2 separate regions of the Hordeum vulgare genome follow, and region 2 is linked to region 1. The links are chromatin contacts, called in public Hi-C maps. All regions are on one chromosome and are shown on one strand. The core of a region is the stretch at or near the end of the contact, and the rest is flanking DNA. Distances in the headings are between cores, read along the strand shown.

Evidence for each region. A called contact is a pair of places that touch in the nucleus more often than the background predicts.
Region 2: a contact with region 1 is called in a Hi-C map of seedling, with 4 times the contacts expected there. The contact joins the enhancer-like site here to the promoter of LOC123426361 in region 1. A contact is called at or near these places in 2 of 6 Hi-C or Micro-C datasets (leaf and seedling) and 1 of 1 datasets of contacts at active chromatin or transcription factors (embryo).

What each region holds. Positions count from the first base shown.
Region 1 is chr2H:382,063,547-382,070,322 of MorexV3_pseudomolecules_assembly, forward strand. It overlaps LOC123426361 (probable LRR receptor-like serine/threonine-protein kinase RPK1), which reads right to left and starts at 3,150. Exons shown (of 2, transcript XM_045110172.1): 1 at 567-3,150. The coding sequence starts at 2,783. The coding sequence ends at 585.
Region 2 is chr2H:382,229,304-382,236,079 of MorexV3_pseudomolecules_assembly, forward strand. LOC123426362 (protein LEO1 homolog) reads right to left here. Exons shown (of 11, transcript XM_045110173.1): 7 at 6,713-6,776; 8 at 5,228-5,359; 9 at 4,461-4,574; 10 at 4,152-4,376; 11 at 3,334-3,704. The coding sequence ends at 3,555. Among protein-coding and RNA genes, the nearest start is that of LOC123430121, 7.1 kb to the left of the region's middle. Within about 2 kb of position 3,103, at least 2 of the 3 cell types and tissues checked have open chromatin away from gene starts, as enhancers often do. A contact at or near this core is called in seedling, where this site is marked.

The sequences.
Region 1 (6,776 bases), core at 1,900-4,399:
TTCACTCAGAAGCTGAATCAACATACCAAGACAACTACGCAAGGGATTTTCCACATAAACATCATGTTTGGTTGGCACCATACACTATCTGTATACTTTAATTTTCTCCATACTTGGGTATGTAGGCAATTTTCCCCATATGGGTGTTAGTTCCCCAAGAGTCTAAGTATGGCACAATACTATTGAAGCCCAAAAGAAAAGAAGACCATAGAGATTATTCACACCTGTACAGGCTAAGGTTGTGCGGTTTTAGTAATATAACACATTTATGAACAATGAGAAGGAAATGTGCTCTGCTTGTTAAAACTGACGCAAACCATAGAACACTGCATACTGGCACAGGAATCAACATTGTATGATGGTATAAGCATAAAAAGTAGAAGTACACATTCACACTGTTGATGAAAAAAAGAGGAAATCAGCACTGAAACTTTCCTTTCAGTATTATATGATTATATCACATCAACATAGGTATAAGCAATTAAGCATCCAATCTATCCAAAGTAAACTAACTTAATGCCCATGGATAAGAAGTGAATAAAATAGTTCATGTAAGTGCTTCTTACCTTCATTCTTGTTCTCTCCTAGTAAGACGGCGGACGGAGTTCTCTTAGACGTCGAACAACATGCTTTATTTTGGGCCTAGAAGAAAGAGACTCCACAGTGCACAAGACCCCCAGGTTAATGATCTCAACCAGGTCATCATGTGGGGCCTTATTCCACAAGCCCTCAACGAAGAACTCGCAAACTCTACCACTTTGTATTAGCATATTTGCCCAGCTAATAATGTTGAAACCATTTCCATATGGAGAAAATGATGGATCCAGTACTTTCTTATCCGAGATGAGTTCAAGAAGCAGAACCCCATAGCTATAAACATCTGCTTTATCAGACACACGGCATGTCATTGCATACTCGGGCGCGACATAACCAAAAGTACCAGCAACACTTGTGGTTGTATGAGTTTGTGAGTTGCGAAGAAGTTTTGCTAATCCAAAATCAGAGAGGTATGCATTGAAGTCATTGTCGAGCAATATGTTGCTCGGCTTAACATCTCGGTGCAGAATGCGGGGGGAGCACTCATCATGCATGAAAGCAAGAGCATGAGCAATATCCAGAGCAATTTTGTGGAGCACCCTCCAACTAATTTGCCTCTTAGTTCTCTCTTGTATGAACCTTTCCAAGTTTCCACCTGGCAAATAGTTGTATATGAGGAATGTCTCTTGGTCACTGACATGGAACCCGATGAGAGTGACAAGATTAGGATGGCGACAGCGCCCAAGGGTTTCAACTTCTGCTTGGAACTGCTTGGAACCGTGTTGCCTCCCAATAGAAAGCCTCTTTATTGCCACCAAAACCCCAGGTGCAATCTCAGCTCTATATGTGGCGCCAAAGCCGCCACTGCCGATGCAGTTGCTTGCGTTAAAATTTCCGGTGGCTCGAACAATTGCCTCGTAAGTTAGGGGAGCTCCAATGTCGACACCATCAAAAACCTTCACCTCCTTTCTAGTGCTTGTGCCAGTACCAGTGCGAGTGCCAGAGCGTCTTGCTTGCCTCGGGGTCCGTCTCCTTTTGAAAATGTATATTGTGGTCACAACTAAAAGAGCAACAATGACGACTAACACCAAAGCTATTGCAACAATCTCTATGGTCTTCAAATGACCACCATTGCCGCTGTCATCAGGCGGTGTTCCTCGGTTTGCCTCGGTAAGTACCCATGTGCTTTTGAGTTGGGGGATGACCGTAAATACTTCAGCAGAGTGGGGTGCTGGACCTACCCCTGAACTATCAGCTGTTACTGAGGAAATCTCAGCCATTTGAGGTGATGACATCGGAGCAGAAACCTTCCCAGTGAGCAGATTGTTGTCAAGGAGTAGAACGGTGTGATTTCTCAGTGCCACGAGATCAATGGGAAGCACTCCTGATATCAGAGGATTTGAGGACAAATTTAGCACCCTCAGTGATCTCAGCTGACCCAGACCGGATGGTATCTCACCACTGAAACTGTTCCCAGCTAATGACAGAAACCTCAACTTCTTGAGCTCCTTGAGAATGGAAGAAGGCACTTGCCCATGGAGAAAATTTCTGCTGAGGTCCATCCTGACAAGGTAACTGCAATGCCGGACCTCCGGCGGTACGCCACCGGTTAGCCTGTTCCCGGATAACTCCAACACCCGCAGCTCGGCAAGCTTCCCAATCTGCGGAGCGATGAAACCATCCAGCGAATTGGAAGATAACCGGAGCCGCCGGAGATTCGAGCATTTCCCGAGACCAGGAGGGATTCTCCCGGAGAGCTGGTTGCCGGAAAGGTCCAAACTCTGCAGCCCGTCGGGGAAGATGGCCGGAAGGGAGCCGCGGAGGGAGTTGCCCGCGAGGTTGAGCACCTCCAGGTTCTGCAGCCGCCATAGCTCACCGGGTATCTCTCCTCGGAGCCCTCGGGAGGGTAGAGAAAGTACTTTGATCTCGGTGAGGCTGGCCACCGCCGGTGACAACACCCCGGCGAGGCGCCGGCTGGGTTGGGAAGGGAGAGAGAGGGCGACGACACGGGACCGCATGTCGCACCTCACCTCCTTCCAGGAGCAGTGTTGAACGCCTGGCTCCGGTGACCAGTAGCCGGGGACGTCGCCGGAGCCGGAGGAGAGTCCGTTCTTGAGTTGGAGGAGCGCCGACCTGTCATGTTCTTGGACTAGCGATAGCGAGGAGGAAGCGGCGGCGATATGGTGGAGGAGGAATAAGGTGGCAATGGTTGTGAAGCAGAGTGTTATCTGGCGTTGGGAGGCCATCTCCGACTAGTCGCCGACGAGGCCCTGGCTGTGGGAGCAGAGGCTGTGGAGTCAGTGTGAAAATCGAATGGGCTGGATAGTGAAGGCTTGGCATCATTAAAAAGGCGAAGCGACGACGAGTTTGGAGTGATAATAGAAAACCGAAGGGGCTAAACTGCGAGAATCGGATGGCTTTTCTTGATTAATTTCTGAATGTTCCCCCACGTTGATTTCTATTCATAGCCTGGTACCTTTCTTGGTTATATTTTTGAAAGAATACATTTGTTTTGCAAAATTAACTGCTGGTGACGGTGACAATAGCCGACTTTGTGATTGTGTGTTTCATATCTGATTTTGAAATACCTAACCACGTTCGACATGCAGTTTATTTGGTAACTATACTTTGCTATATTTTTATGGTACATTTTCTTAGACGTGGTGCATCTTTTGGCGCGAACTTATAGATACGTTCGTGTTTTTGAAAAACTTAGGCCCAACCATATGTCGAATCGTCGTGGGTGCTAATATCGACGCATACTGCTAGCGGCCCGTCGTATTTGGCGCCAATATTATTGGGCCGAAAGTTTCCTCTCAACGGCCGAAAGTAGCGCCAACCCACCACATTCGCTATTTTCGCGGCCGATGGCGTCTCAGCAACCTCATTCTTCACTCCTCTTACTCGGTTCTTCTTATGCTGGCTCAAATAAGTAAACCTTTTAGAAAAATACCGGTAATCAACTAGTCAAGAATCTAATCTACTCCACAAAAATAATAGATCGTGAAAACTGCTCCATCATCGTTGAATTATGTTTTGTTTAAGAAGATTATGTAAGTTTATCATGTCAAATGTGTTTACCTAAAAGAAATGTATCCTTACTTGGTTGCCGATGTGTGGCCACCCCATTGGCCCCATGCTAAATTTTGCTCAGCGGGCAACCATTTCAACATACTGTTAGTCTACTCCAACATGGGAGGAAAATAGAGGGAAAAAAAGTAAAGTGAAAAACGGCGTGACAAGGATGAGGCATATATATGATGGAACGATAGAGATCCAAAAGCAATAGAGATTGGCAATAGTAAACTCTTGCCTTAGTTACCGAGTGAGTATTAACATGGTAGTGTGGTTGTATTAGTGTAAATATGTTCTTTCTCCAATGCATTTTCCTTGTTTACAGTCCCAGCTTCACGTGTTATGTAAAAAGGAAAGATAATAATTAAGAAATAGGCTCCTGATGTTTTAAACTCTCGAATGCACTTTTGGGGAAGTAAATATAAGAAGCAGAGGTGCAAATTAAAATCCACTCCCTGAAGTTTCCAAAAAATAATTTGTAGGCATCTAAATATTATTAACCAACTCAGACCACCCATTAATAATTAGGCATCTACACAGACAAAAAAGAAACAAACGAAAGGGTTCGATCATTTATGAAAAAGATATGCAGCATTAGTGCAAGATTTTCAATTCTGGTCATGGTCGTAAATCGGTGGAACCAGAAGGAAGCAATGAAACTTGGACTGGAGTGACAATGCATGCCGGGCACAGGTCGCGTGGCCCCACATGACAATTGAGAGACAAATATGTCACACGACCAGTAGTTGTCCATTTTTGCTGTTCCCTTTTTGATATTACATTTCTATATATAGTGGACTTTGTTAAAAAAAACTGGGAAGAAAAATAATTTTGTAATGTGTATGGTCTGATATAAGTTACTCCCACAGTTGTTATCTTGACTAATCTGGAATCAACAACCTTTTTTGGTGTTGGTTGTTGGGAAGAAAAGTGTAAATAAAGAAGCAAGAAGAAGAAAGGGTGAAGGAGGGGGTGGTGTAAAAAAAATAAAAACTGACAAAAGGAAGTTTCCAGGAAAGGGTCTTTTGCTTTCCAAGTGTGGGCCATAGTAGCTTCTCTCTCGTGTGTTGAACGTTGTCATGTTGGGGCCCGCATGGCACATGAGCGCAGCCCAAGTGTATATCTCTTCTGCATGCCACCATAAAAGAACAAGAGGGTAGCCAGACGCTTTTAAAAAGACAAAATAGGCACTTGTGTGTTTCCCTTTCTGTTGAGAGTCAGGAATTCAGATGAACGAGTCGGCGCGATGTTTGACAGGTGGGTCTCCAAGTGTCCACGTAGGGTCCATTTGATGTGTGTCGGACGACACGTGCCATAAGATGGTACAAACCTTCCAACCGAAAGAGGTGGCCACCGCTCTAGACAGTAATAGGAGACAATTGTCGTTCGCTGTAGCCGCGATGACGTAGTCGTTCATTTTTCTCGTTGAATGGAGAGAAAAAAGTTATGAGTAAGGACAACTCCAACGCTAGTCATCAAATGAATGGTATCAACACGGATACAGATCGCGTGGTGCCTCTAAAAGCACCGCAACAGATGCATCTTCGACGGTGACCGGCCATCGATATCCCTCCTCTCCGACACCATCAAAGACGAGGCGCGCCTTTGGGTAAAGGCGGACGTCACAAGGATCCAAAACATCCTTTCCCACACTTAGTTTCTAGCTTTGTTTTTGAGGGCTGAGCAACCACCTAGTGTGTTATGCTCCTAAACTTTCTGCCATGCCTCATGCGTACATGGTCTTGTAAACAGTTGTAATCCCATGCTAGTTCTTTTCTTCTATCAATGAAAAGATGTGTAACCTTTGCGTATTCGTGGAAAAAGAAACTAAACTAAGCAATGTATTGGAAGGTGGCCTTGTAGGCATGACCGTCTTTACTATAAGGATCTCTGTTGTCGTCCGTGCTGTTGACCGTGCCATCGTCCGTGTCGTCGCATGGGCCGTCATCCTCGTCATTACCGGAAATGTCGCCCTTGTCGTCCTTCCAATGGTGGAAGGCCTGCAAGGCGTCTTTACATCCATGTCCATTTCTCGCAGCGCACTCGCCGTTTAGTTGCCTTTGTCTAGTGCAGACGCTCGGCCGCCTCCGCCTAGCATCGACGATTGGCTATGGACTCTGCCTTGCACTACCCATCCTTCCCTTGGAGAGGGGCGAATCACTCGAAGTCGGCCAACCCCACTATGAGGAGTTGTTATTGAGTTGGTGCCGCCGACAAGCGGTGGTCTTCTCGACGCTGGACCAATCCAGGGGCCAGGCAATATGGTGGAGGAGTCATGGACCGATCCAGGGCCAGGTAGTATGGTGGAGGAGGAATAAGGTGGCAATATGGTGTAGGAGAAATAAGGTGGCAATGGTTGTGAAGCAGAGTATTCTCCGGCGATGGGAGACCATCTCCGACTAGTCGTCGACGAGGCCGTGGCTTTGGGAGGAGAGGTTGTGGAGTCGGTGTGGAAATGGAATGGACCGGATAATGAAGGTTTGGCATCATTAAAAAGACGAAGCGACGATGACTCGGGAGTGATTAGAGAAAACCGAAGGGGCTAGACTGCGAGAATCAGATGGCTTTGCTTATTAATTTTTGATGAATATTCCCCACTTTGATTTCTATTCATAGCCTAGTACCTTTCTTGGTTATATTTTTGGAAAAATACACTTTTTTGCAAATTTAACTGGTGATGACAGTGGCAATAACTGACCCTGCTGTTAGATTTGTGACTATTTCGTTTCATATTTAATTTTCAAATACCTAACCACATATTTAATTTTCAAATACCTAACCACAGTCGTCATGTGGTTTATCTGGTAACTATACTTTGCTAGGTTTCTGCATTGCATTTTTTTACACGACGTTGCACCTTTGGCTATAGATACATCCATGTTTAAAAAAAAACATTGGCCATACCATAAGGGCAAACTGCTTCGGGTGCTAACATTGACGCATGCTCCTAGCACCCATCGTATTTGGCGCTGATATTGTTGGGCCGGAAGTTTTTGCCTCAACGATCGAAAGTAGCACCAATCCACCGCATTCACTACTTTCGTGGCTGATGGCGTGTCTGCAACCTCATTCTTCACCACCACCCCCCCTTCTCATGTGGGCTCAAATAACTAAAACATTTTTTTCAAAAGTACATGATAAACATCTACTCAAAAATCTACCCC
Region 2 (6,776 bases), core at 1,853-4,352, 170 kb after region 1:
CGCGGGTTTAACCTCCTTTTCCAAAAAAACAGTCGTGCAATCATCACACGTGCTAAAAACATTTTGCAGCGTCGAAATAGTGACTTTTAACGCGACGGAGAGCGCTAGCTCCAGCGGCCGTCGTAAAAAATATCACGCGCGAGCCGCTCCAGCAAGCGCGCTAAACTATAGCGTGCGCGAGCAGTCAGCGCTTGCAGTATATTCATTTTTTGAAAATATGGTGATATTTCAAATATCAAAATAAGACATGCCATAGTTTAAAATCACCCAACATCAACCAAGTTAATCATGGCATAAAAGTTGGGAAACATGCCACATCACATCTCATCATCCAACCAAGTTCATGACATAAAACTTTACACAAACAAATGGCACATCAACAATCATGCCGCATCCCCCTCATATTTGTCATCCGATTCTTCTTCCTCGTCCGAAGACGTTTCTTCCTCTTCTTCTTCATCATCGCGCGCCGCATCATCATGGGAAGCTCGGAAGGTGTTGAAAAGATCTTCAACGGCATCATGCGAACGTACGTGAGACACACCGGAAGACATGCGTCCACCCATGTCATCCGGAGGTGCTCCCATGCCTCCCATGAGAGACGTAAAACGCATGCCTCACATGCCCCCATGGTAGTTCCGAAGCCACCCATGCCTCCCATGCCGTCCATGGTAGCTCTGAAGCCACTCATGCCTCCCATGATAGCTCTAAAGCCACCCATGCCGCCCATGGTAGCTCCGAAGCCACCCATGCCACCCATGCCTCCCGTGCCTCTTTTTAGACCAAGACTTCTTCACACGCAAGATTGACGTATTCCTTTTGCTTCTCATCGAGGGTAGATGTGTCCATGAACATCAAGTATTTCTCCCATTCCAAAAATCTAGTTTGCTCTTCCATGGCCAATCTCTTCTCCTCCAATGCCACATTCCTCTCCTCGGCCGCCACCCTCCTCTCCTCGGTCGCCAACCTCCTCTCCTCGGCCATGGCATCTTGGTTCCTTGCCATCTTCCTCACCTCGTTAGCTTCATTCCTTGCGTTCACAATAGCTTCCATAGCAATTGTTAGCTCATCATCTCCTTTCCTCTTCTTCTTTTCTTTTGCGTCTTTCTTGCCTCCATTTGGCCTTTTTGGCTTGGAGTAGGCAATCGAGTTTGGTGTAGGACTTCTCTTGCCGTCATCACTTGATGCCTCCTCATCATCATCATCCAAATCAATAGTTCGCTAGTGTTTGTTGGTCTCCTCATTGACACCTTCACGGGGCTTCCATTTCTCATCATCCTTCAACTCCTCATAGCAATGGGGCAAGGCAAATGGCCTCCATTTCTTCATCTTCCCTTTCTTGGTCTTCTTATCCTCTCCTTGAAATAAGTTTTGTGCAATAGTGAGCTACAAACAAAAGAACAAGTTAGCACTTGAAACACCAAAGAAGAAGCATGAACATGGAAGAATCATGAAAGAAATGGCACTTACCCTATCTATATCATTAGTGCCACTTGGGTTTAACGTGTCAACCGCCTCAAGTGCGGCCGCCCACCTTTGACAATCTTTGTTGATTGTCGACCACCGGGAGCGAAGAGATCTTTCTGTGTGGTCAATTCCACTTTTGTTGTGCAAATCAAAGTGCTCATTCATCCAGATCTAATATGCATCTCTACTTTGGTCCCCTCCAACGGTGGCATCCCTAGACACTTGCAGCCATGTATTGCATAGCAAGACGTCTTCGTCCATGCTGTAGTTGCCTGCTCTTCCTTTCGGTGCACCGACGATACCCTCACCATCCTCGTCCACCTCAAACTCATGATCATCGAAATGCACATCATTGGTTTGAGACCAATGAGAATTGTTGGAGCCAACACCCATAGTTGACATATATGTCTCATCATTGAAACTACAAAGTATGTACAACAAAACTAATAAGCTATCCATATGTATCCATTCAAAAAACAACATCGAAAAAAAGTTGGTGAAATTTTACCTTGGGGGCATTTCATCGACCACCTTGTGTGCATCGGCCGCCGACGCAGCAAGCGAGCTCGCCGGCACTTCGATCGCCGCCGCATCCTTCGCACGCCCTGCAAGTCTCTTCTTCGGCCGTCTAGAGGAGCTATCCGCCGCCTTGTTCTTCTTCTCAGACACCTTGCCCTTCTTCGCCACCGTCGTATTTGGGAGCTTCGAAAAAGGGGCGCGTAGCTTCACGACGGGCGTCGGTGCGACGCCACCCGCTGCCAAGGCCGTCTGTGGCGCCATGAAAAGGCAACCGCATCCTTCGCACGACCTGCAAGTCTCTTCTTCGGACGTCTAGAGGAGCTATCTGCCGCCTTGTTCTTCTTTTCGGACACCTTGCCCTTCTTCGCCACCGCCGTATTTGGGAGCTTCGAAAAGGGGGCACGTGGCTTCACGGCGGGCGTCGGTGCAACGCCACCCGCTGCCAAGGTCGTCCATGGCGCCGTGAAAAGGCCGCGTGCGAGACCGGTGGTTGGAGGAGCACCGACGAAGGCGAAGCGAGAGCTCCCCGTGCTAGGGTTTGCGTCGGCGGCGACGGCGGGGTCACGAACGTAGGGAGGGGTGAAAGGGATGTCGGCGCGGCCACCCATCGGGCGAATCCGTCGACGACGACGCGGAAGGGGCAAAAGCGACACGATCAAAGAGGGTGCAACGCGAGAGCTCAAGTGTGCAGCGCGCGGGAGCGGACGTACAAAATAAGCGACGCGTGACGTCATTTTGTCCCGCGCGCTGGACCACTTATGCCGCGTGCACGGTTTTTACGCCTCCGTTAGAGCGTCCGAAGCGGTTGCACGTGCAAAAAACGCAACTTTTCCAGCACTGCACTTATATAACACGACTATTGTTGGAGATTCTCTCAGGACGAGTTCTTTTGGCTTAATTCCAAAGAATTACTGTCCCATAAATGAAAATGACAAAAGAACTCATCTCTGTTTCAGGAATTGTCCAGAATCATTCCAGAATTGTTAGTTTAAACCACTATCGTTTAACACTATCTCTATTGAAAACACAATTTACAGATAGAATGCCACTAGAGAGCCAGACCGAGCGAGGCAAATCAAACCGCTTGGCCCACACCCCCGCACTGCTCGTTCCCTGTTCCTCGTGCTAGGGCGCTCGTGCTAGGGTTGAGCGCCGCCCAGACCGGACTCGTCGGATCAACCGAGGGGAGGCTCTTGCTACGCTGCCGCCCCAAACCGGCCGCCACCGCATCAGGTGAGCTGTTCATCCCCTATTAATTTGTATGGATGGCTGCTATATGTGGTGTTAATTTGTATGGATGGCTGGTATATGTTTCATCTATCTAAGGATGTTTGAGACATTTCAACAGACAACTCATACAACAATTACATGCTAAAATCACAGAAAAGAACTGGACAGACAATTCTGTTACCAGACGATTCTGTGGGCAGTTTCCCAGAATCATAATTCTGAAGAATTATGAGGTGAAAAGAACTGGCCCTCACACATGGCCTATCCAATAGTATTCAACAGCACTCTTTTGGCAGCAGAGACAAATGTAGGTTTGTGAGCTTCTATTTTCTCTCCCTTCACTCGTCTTCATCGTCGCTTTCAAAAACGACGGCCTTCCGGCGATGAACCATCGCAGGTTGTTTCCTCGGCGGGGAATCCTCGCCCGAGTCCACCTCCCTGCGCCTTTGGCTCCCGCCTGCTGCTGACTCTCTCTTCCGCTTTGGTTCCTGCACAACCAGTTCCAGTTTGATTATCATTATTTGACTGAATGACAAGTTATATGGAAATCACGGTGTTTCCTTCAGTTCTGGTTAACATCTCACTTTCAGATCAACACGGCAGCACAGCGGAAGAAAATTATCTACAAAGTCTGGCATCTAAAATTTCAATTCAAATTGGTGACCGTATTCCTAGTGTCTGCTATCAACTACTACAAGCAATCTTGTGTTTGTCTGCTATCAACTACTCCCTCCGTAAAGAAATATAAGAGCACTTGGGTCACTACTTTAGTGATCTAAACACTCTTATATTTGTTTACAGAGGGAGCACTTAATTCTTTACCGTGTATGCCAGGTAAGAGGACCTGACTATTGCTAAATTGGGTGGTTACTGCAATTTACCACACTGCCTATTTTGTAAAAGGAAAACTGGAGTTTGACGCAGTGACATCTTACCTGGATTCCTTCATCTGACATACGCGCATCCTCTTCCGGGTCTTCCTCATATTCATCCTCCTCATCCAGCTCATCTCCCCTTCCACCAGTTGGAGAGTGCTCAATGTCCTCGCCTTCAGTTTCATACTCTGACTCCTCCCTTTCGCTCTCAGAGTACTCCTGGCGTCTCGCTGGGCGAGAAGGAGGGAAGGATGGTTTACGAGGAACACCTCTGCTCATATTCGACTGAGAATGTGCACAGAATACATGTAAGCATTGACAGTAATAAATTTGTTCAAATGAGAATGCATATTTGCCCAGTTAATCCACCTTCTTCGCATTAATTATACGCCTTTCAGCTAGTGCTTCAGCCTCCAAGTCATCCTCAAAACGACCACGAGATGCCATTCGCCGAGAGCTGTACTGGTTGTCGGTCTCCTCATCCTGCCAAAAGTAAGTATATGTTCAATGAATTCTTGCCACATTCCACTACTACCCAGAAGAGCGGAGCTAGTAACACATAAGAATAAAATTCATGTCTCAACACACACAGGAGTCTCCCAAAGCTCACAAATACAACCTCGCTTATTGTCATGTTCAATCTAAGAAAAAGTTATCCAGACAAGTAAATCAGCACAGCACTTCATACTCTCTAGTCTTACAAAAACAGCTACTGACCATGCATCTCCAGGTCCCATGACAACATGACAATAGCGGAATAAAATCACCCGCCTAGGCAGAAATTGCAGATGTACATTCACAAAGGTAACCCAAAGAGTTATTAACTAGGGAAGCATGAAATGAATTTCATCCAGAACTAAATTTCCCATAGTATGACCTATTATCTGCATCATTTAACTCAAACCTAGAGTAAGTTTTAATAAGTTCACATTAGACCTGTGATTAAAATATAAAAGAAATATACAGTTAGATCTAAGTGATTGGTGATTGTTAAATGGCATTTACTAGTGTAGGTCAAGAGAACTGTGCTTACACTGTATATCATTTAATCTTAATACTAACACTGTATATGCCGTTATAGCTAGTTGTACCGTAATCTTTTTGATTGGCAAAAAGCAAGGAAACGACAGACCCACCTCATCTAATGCATCTTCCAAAAACCCTGGAGAAAGCTGTCTTCTTTGCCTGGCAGGTTGTGTGTATTTGCGATTGACCTTTTCTCGTTTGCGTTGAAGAATTGAATGAGCTCTAATACTTTGGCCCTCCGCCTGCATAATTACTATGTCAGTGAAAAAGGAAAAACTTCGCTGAAAAATGCATACAAAATCGGTTTTGATGGGGGAAAACAGAAAAACAGGTCAGCAATAAACACGATTAATATGCCTTCGGAATGGGACAAGAATCACAATTTGTTGTTGTGCCTTCATAAATGGCAACTTCACTTGATTTGATGTTTGGGAGTGTTGGCTGTAGTGTGTCACACTGAACGCTATGGACAATTCAGGGTGTTCAAGACTTCAAGTACGGACAGACCCAACCTGTTGAATCCATTACTCATTTTTTCTCTTTGTACTGGTTTCATCAAACGTGGTTGGAGCTAGTTAAGGAAAATGAACTATGGTCATATCCATCGGTTTCCGTAGTTTGTATCAAACCAGGTTGAAAACCCCTAACCATAATCATCAGATTACAAACCGAATCATGAGTACAAGAACTTTTAGACCCTACCCTTAGATTAGTTAGGCTGCAGCTTACTGAATGGAACGACAACACAGAGTACAACTTTGGAACCAGTCAAGCTCAAACTCTAAAAAACCAAAACAGGTTTATTAATGTTGACCTATGTGTTTGTAAGTATGCCATGGCAGAGCTTCAGAACAAAATAAGTGGGGGCCAAGATTGATTAACAGATGACTTAACCAATACATTTAAAGGTCAATTTTCTCATGTGTCTGCGACGGTTTCATGAGTGTCAAATGGTTGTCTAGAGGAGTGAGTACAAATTTCTACAAGTTTCTGATCTTAGAACTCATCCTTCCATAATAGTTTCATGGCTATAGGAAAGGGGGAACACAAATAAAATTGTTGGACTCGTCCAATGTTCTGAGAATGGAAGCTGCTAAGGGATGACCAACCGTCCAATAGGGTCCACAGCCAGCAGGCCCCATGATCCAGCAGGCAGGGAAAGCAGGAATTTGAAGATCAAGCACAGAGAGGACGGGCAGAGCAAAGGGCTGGGCTGGGCTGGATTCTGTTCTTCTGGTGAAACAGCCACCCATTTTTTGTTCTCTGGTAATGGGGAACATTGTATTTGTAGGTTTAATATGGTAAAAACATGCTCTTCATCGGGTTCCCAGCACCTGCATGAAGCGCTGCAGACCCTACTAGGAAGTAGTACTTGCACTATCTTAGGGAAAAATAAAACATACATGTGGAGAACATGGCAAGCCCCTATGGCTATCGGAGAGAGGTACATGGAAAGTGGACATGTAACAAGACACAAGTATTTTTATATCTGACCTAGGAGCCTTAGCTTAAGCAGCTAAATTCAGCAAACATAAATCAGGGACAAGTCAATGAGCATATTCAACCACTGGACTAAACAGTGGAGTTTTGGTTACCTTTTCTTTTTCCTGCTTCACTCTCTCAGGATCCTTAGCATCATACCACTTTTGCATCTTAACA